Regions from separate parts of the Sus scrofa genome. Here region 2 is linked to region 1. The links are chromatin contacts, called in public Hi-C maps. All regions are on one chromosome and are shown on one strand. Each heading gives the region's core, a stretch centred on a gene start, on an enhancer-like site or on the middle of the called end of the contact. The rest is flanking DNA. Distances are from core to core; before and after follow the strand shown.

Region 1 (2,700 bases), core at 118-2,617:
TCGCTAAATGAGCGATTTCGAGATACGGGGAGGGGAGTTCTGTAAGGTGCGTTCTAAGTATGATGGGGGTAGGCGATTCAATCTTTTACACTGAAAAATTAAAACGTGGAGAGCTTAGGCACCTGCCGGCTCCCGTTACCCGGGCAACGGGAGGCCCCGCCCCGGAAGTCTTCCCAGAAGTCGTTCCGGAAGTCGCCCCGGCGGGCCTCTGCTGCGCTCCAACATGGCGGTGAGAGGGAGCGTGGAAACACAAAACCGCACGCTAGCTGCTCCCCAGTTAAAGAAGGGAACCGAAGCTGCAGGGGGACCGGCGGAGCGCCGCCAGGCCCGCCTCGAGGGCGCACTCACCCACGCCTTCAGTCGCTCGCGGAGCCCTCTTTCCGCCACGGGACGCCGGGTCCCCGGAAGACTCCACCTCCTAGCGTGCGCCTGCGCATTATTTACCGGAAGCCAACAAAAACAGCAAACAAAAGCAAAAAACTCAGGCCTAGCAGTTAAGAAAAAGCAGTGGCTGTGGGTGCAGAATTTGCGCTCTGAAATGCTGACCTGCAGAGTCTTTACTTCCTTAGTTCTGGGGGTGGAATCGCTAAGTACGAGCGTCCCAGGACAGAGCCACCCTGCGCCTTATTAGGCCAACTTCTTCCTCGCCCTGGGGCCTTGCAAGCTGGGGCCACCTTTCCTTGGCCAACTTCGCTTCGACGCTGCCCTTCCTCGAGGCAACGCCTCACCGTTGCTAGGCAGCCCAGCCGCCCTTCACCTTGCCAGCTGGGTTGATAAAGCTGGCCAGGATCACCCATACAGGAAAATTAAAATCGTTTATGTAAATACTCTTCCTTACAGGAGATAAGCTCAGTTTCTGCCCCCACCCCCACCTTGCTTGTTGACTTGCTTCCAAGAAAGTCCAGTATGGAAAAGAGGGGAAAATAACTTTATAGTGGACCCATGATTCAGTGTTATCATTAAAAAAGCTCTTTCTAATGTTCCGCAGTGCCATCCTTGGGAAATTGGCTATTCATCTCTTAGTTTATTTCCTCACAATCTCAAGATAGTTGCTGCCACTCCAGGCATCGTATTCTCACACAAATACATTCAAGACAGGAAGAAAACGTGCAGATAAAAGAGGTATTTTCCTTTATGCCAAGTGATCAAGATTAACATATCAGTAATGAGTCATGCTGATTGCATGTTTCCCAGAGATAGGAAAGGTACTTCTGTGGTATTACTCTCCAAAACCCATAGCCCCAGTTCAGTAACAGAAAAACAAACCTGACTAGTTGATCTACTTTCAGCTATAACATTTGTGCTGTTGCCTATGCTTAGTCATGCTGGCTCTGCATCTTTGCGTCCTCAAGCAGTGAAAGAGTGTGTTCTGTAGCCTAGAATATATATAATGGCCTTTTCTCAAGGCCCTGACTCCCAGGTTTGAACTTTAAACACATAACACTTTTTATTCATATAGAGACAAAAAATTGCAGGACAGAAAATAACATTTTTCTTGTTGAAGGTTTACAGGAACGTCATGACCAGATCTGTGACCAAACTCAACTCTATGTGCCCTACGCAGTGAGGCCCCAAACGTGGGAGTTGGGAGCAGATGAAGATTTATTGCAGGGACATGCAAGGAGACAGGTGGTTAATGCCTTAAAAAACCCTAACTCCTTGAAGTTTTTCAACAAAGCCCTTTTGAAAGCAAAGTGAAGGACGTAGAGTAATGACAGTAAAAACAAAAATAAACAAATGGGACTTAATTAAAACTTTCCGCACAGCAAAGGAAACCCTAAACAAAATGAAAAGACAACCCACAGAATGGGAGAAAATCGTTGCAAATGAAGCAACTGACAAGGGATTAATCTCCAAAATTTAGAAACACCTCCTACAGCTCCATACCAAAAAAAAAAAAAAAAAAAGCCCCATCAAAAAATGCGCAGAAGATCTAAACAGACAATTCTCCAAAGAAGACATATGGATGGCCAAAGAACACATGAAAAGATGTTCAACATCACTCATTATTAGAGAAAGGCAAATCAAAACCATTATGAGGTACCACCTTACACCAGCCAGAATGGCCATCATCAAAAAGTCTACAAACAATAAGTGTTGGAGAGGGTATGGAGAAAAAGGAACCCTAGTACACTGTCGGTGGGATTGTCAATTGGGGCAACCACTGTGGAAAACAGTATGGAGATTCCTCAAAAAACTAAAAATAGAACTATCATTTGATCCAGCGATCTCACTTCTGGGCATCTATCCAGAGAAAACCATGACTTGCAAAGACACATGTACTCCGATGTTCATTGCAGCACTATTTTCAATAGCCAAGACATGGAAACAACCTAAATGTCCATAGACAGAGGAGTGGATCAAGAAGAGGTGGTACATATACACAATGGAATGTTACTCAGCCTTAAAAGGAATGAAATAATGGCATTTTTAGCCATATGGATGGTCCTAGAAATTATCATGCTAAGTGAAGTCAGCCATAAAATGAGACACCAACATCAAATGCTTTCACTGACATGTGGAATCTGAAAAAAGGACACAATGAACTTCTTTGTAGAACAGATACTGACTCAACAGAATTTGAAAAAATTATGGTCTCCAGAGGAGACAGTTTGGGGGGTGGGGGGATGTGCTGGGGGTGTGGGTTGGAAATCCTGTAAAATTGGATTGTGATGATCATTGTACAACTATAAATGTAAT
Region 2 (2,700 bases), core at 21-2,520, 300 kb after region 1:
GAGTCATGCCTCTGGACTGGGTTTTGATGTGTGCTTGGACCACCTCAGGCTCTCACACAGAGCAGCTAGAAGCTCTCCACTTCCCAGCAGTGATAGGTGTATCACCCTCAGTGATACGCTGAGTCACTGGGATGCACTGGGCAAGACTGGGGACTAAGAAACAGTCAAGGTCACATAGGGGTCAGCCGGAGGAACATTAGCAGCCTCTGTCTCTTGACTCCTGGTCCCAGGCTCTTTCCAGACATTCTGGCCCATTCATTTTCCTCACTGATGTGTGTGTATAAACACATTTTTCCCCCATGATCTGAAGCTGAATGAACACACCAGCTCCCAAAATGTATTGCAGTTTTGTTGTTGTTGTTTAGTCTGTAAGTGTGAATCACCTCGAAGCGTGTCAGCCGTTGAGGGGTTTTTGTGTGTTCTCTCAGTTGATCAGTGAGTGTTCATTTGAACAGTTGCTGAAGCTGCTTAACCCCCGGGTGTTTTCTCCTGACGTTGTGATTTCTTAACAGGGAACCCCGAGTGGAGCCAAGCCACGTGAATCACTGAGTGGCTGCAACTGCGACAGAAAACCCAGCCGGGGGGGGGGGGAGGGGTGCAGCTCTCAGAGGGATTAGTGACCAGCTTTCCAAGGGTGGAGACTGGTCGAGGGTTGTGTAGTCTGAGCTCTCAGGGGCGGGAGGCGCACGCGAGGGAGGTGCCTGCACAGATCCACGTCCGTTTCAGACAATGCCTTCTTCCCCAAAATGCTCAGGAGTTGAGTCAGACACCCCCACCCGCAGCAGATCTGGGGGAAGGGAGGGTCCAGGGGTGGGGGTCGTGATGTCCACGTGGGTGGAAAATGCTCAGGGAGTTTGAGGGCGGCTGACTCACAGGTTTCGTGGGGGCGGGGACAGTTCCTGGTCTGTGCTTGCTGGAGAACCAGAAGGGATGCAAGTTTTGGCCAGTATTAGGACTCATGATTTACTGTGACTTTCTAATAACCCTTGGATATCTGCAGATCATCCCCGGCCAGAATTTTTTTTTTTAAGTGCCCAAGTGGCCGCAGAGCCTGCTGTGCTTTGCTCTACCAAGAAAACGGGATCGGCTCGGGGGAGACAGGGAAGTGAATGTTTTTGGTGGTTGGTAAGCGAGCAAAAACCAGCTCACCGACGACTTCCCTTTAAATCAGTGGTTCTCCACCTGGGGTGATTTTTGTCACCCAGGGAGGGCCTTTGGCAATATCTGGGCACATTTTTGGCTGTTACAACTGGGGTGGAGAGGGTGCTACTGACATCTAGTGAGCAGAGGCAAGGGGTGCAGCTGAACATCCTACCACATACACAGTTATCCCATGACAAAGGATCCAGCCCAGGTGTCAACAGGGTAAAGGCTGAGAAACCCTGACTTAAAAAATTAAAGTTATTAAATGTATATTTTAAATTTTTGCTAACAATGTTTAAAATAAATGGAGTTCCCATCGTGACTCAGCAGTCATGAACCAGGCTAGTATCCATGAGGACGCAGGTTTGATCGCTGGCCTCACTCAGTGGGTTAAGGATCCAGCGTTGCCGTGAGCTGTGATGTAGGTTGCAGACGTGGCTTGGATCCAAGTTGCCGTGGCTGTGGTGTAGGTCAGCAGCTGCAGCTCCGATTTAATTCCTAGCCTGGGAACTTCGTGTGCTAACAGGTGTCCAACTAAAAAGAAAAATAAATAAAATATAGGAACATTTAGAGGTTAAATGTGGTTATTGACCCTTCTTTTGGTTGATTCCAGACACCATGATGATGAGCTCTGCTGGTTCTAGAATTTTCCACCCCTTATTTGGCATGTATCTGAGTATGGTGGTTTAGGACGCTGTTGTCACCGTCCCACTTGTTTAGATGGTCACACACAGGCTGTTCGGCTTGTGACAGCTCTGCTTCCATGGCCATCTGTGGGGCAAGTGCCACACGGCCAGGGTCATGAGATGCTAGGGGCTTCACCGTGCCCGTGTCGCTCCCTTGCTGTCAGTTGAGTAGAGAAGAGGGGCTTGTGTAGTTGGAAGGAGCTTGTGTTTGCAGGGGGCGCAGGAGAACAGCAGCCAGAGTGGCTGAGGAAGGACAGGCGAGCAGAGGGTGGGAGTGGTGTGTGTGTTGTTTTGTTCTGTTGGTCTTTGGTTTCAGATAGAAAAGTCAGTTCTGGGCACTAAACTGTGCAGACTTATTTTGGAATTTCACAACTGAGATGATGTAATTCTTATGTGGTAGAAAATTACTTAGCTTTTAACCCCAGTCATCCTGCTTCTACTTCGCCCTCCATAGCAAAGTCCAGCCTAATTGGCATTTTTTGAACTGTAGCATCATTTCAATTTTTAAGATCTGTCAGTTTTTTAGAAGAAAATGGGGCTTTTTATATTTATATAGAGACACTTTTTTTTTTTTTTTTTTTTTGCCTCCCTGAGGCGTATGGAGGTCCAGAGCCAGGGATCAGATCTGAGCCACAGTTGTGACCTAAGCCACAGCTGCAGCAATGCCAAATCCTTAATCCGCTGCACCCAGCTGGGGATTGAACCTGCGTCCCAGTGCTCCAGAGACGATGCCCATCCTATTGGGGCCACAGGGGGACCTCTAAGATCTCTGTTTCTTCAATAAGGAAAAGTAGCCAGTGTTCTCAGAATATTGAAGAGCGCTAGCACAGGTGGCATTCCCCAGGCTCTCTGGCAGGGGAACCTGTCTACT

What was found. Hi-C and Micro-C count contacts between places; a contact is called where the count stands out from the background.
Region 2: a Hi-C map of epiblast stem cells shows a contact between it and region 1, with 1.6 times the contacts expected there. The contact joins the enhancer-like site here to the promoter of SETD4 in region 1. A contact is called at or near these places in 2 of 47 Hi-C or Micro-C datasets (epiblast stem cells and skeletal muscle) and 2 of 2 datasets of contacts at active chromatin or transcription factors (alveolar macrophages and skeletal muscle).

The regions. Positions count from the first base shown.
Region 1 is chr13:199,588,557-199,591,256 of Sscrofa11.1, forward strand. SETD4 (SET domain-containing protein 4) reads right to left here and starts at 1,368. Exons shown (of 10, transcript XR_002338064.1): 1 at 349-1,368.
Region 2 is chr13:199,891,366-199,894,065 of Sscrofa11.1, forward strand. All of the region lies in intron 5 of DOPEY2 (protein dopey-2), which reads left to right. Among named protein-coding and RNA genes, the nearest start is that of DOPEY2, 45 kb to the left of the region's middle. Within about 2 kb of position 1,271, at least 38 of the 83 cell types and tissues checked have an H3K27ac peak or open chromatin away from gene starts, as enhancers often do. A contact at or near this core is called in alveolar macrophages, epiblast stem cells and skeletal muscle, where this site is marked.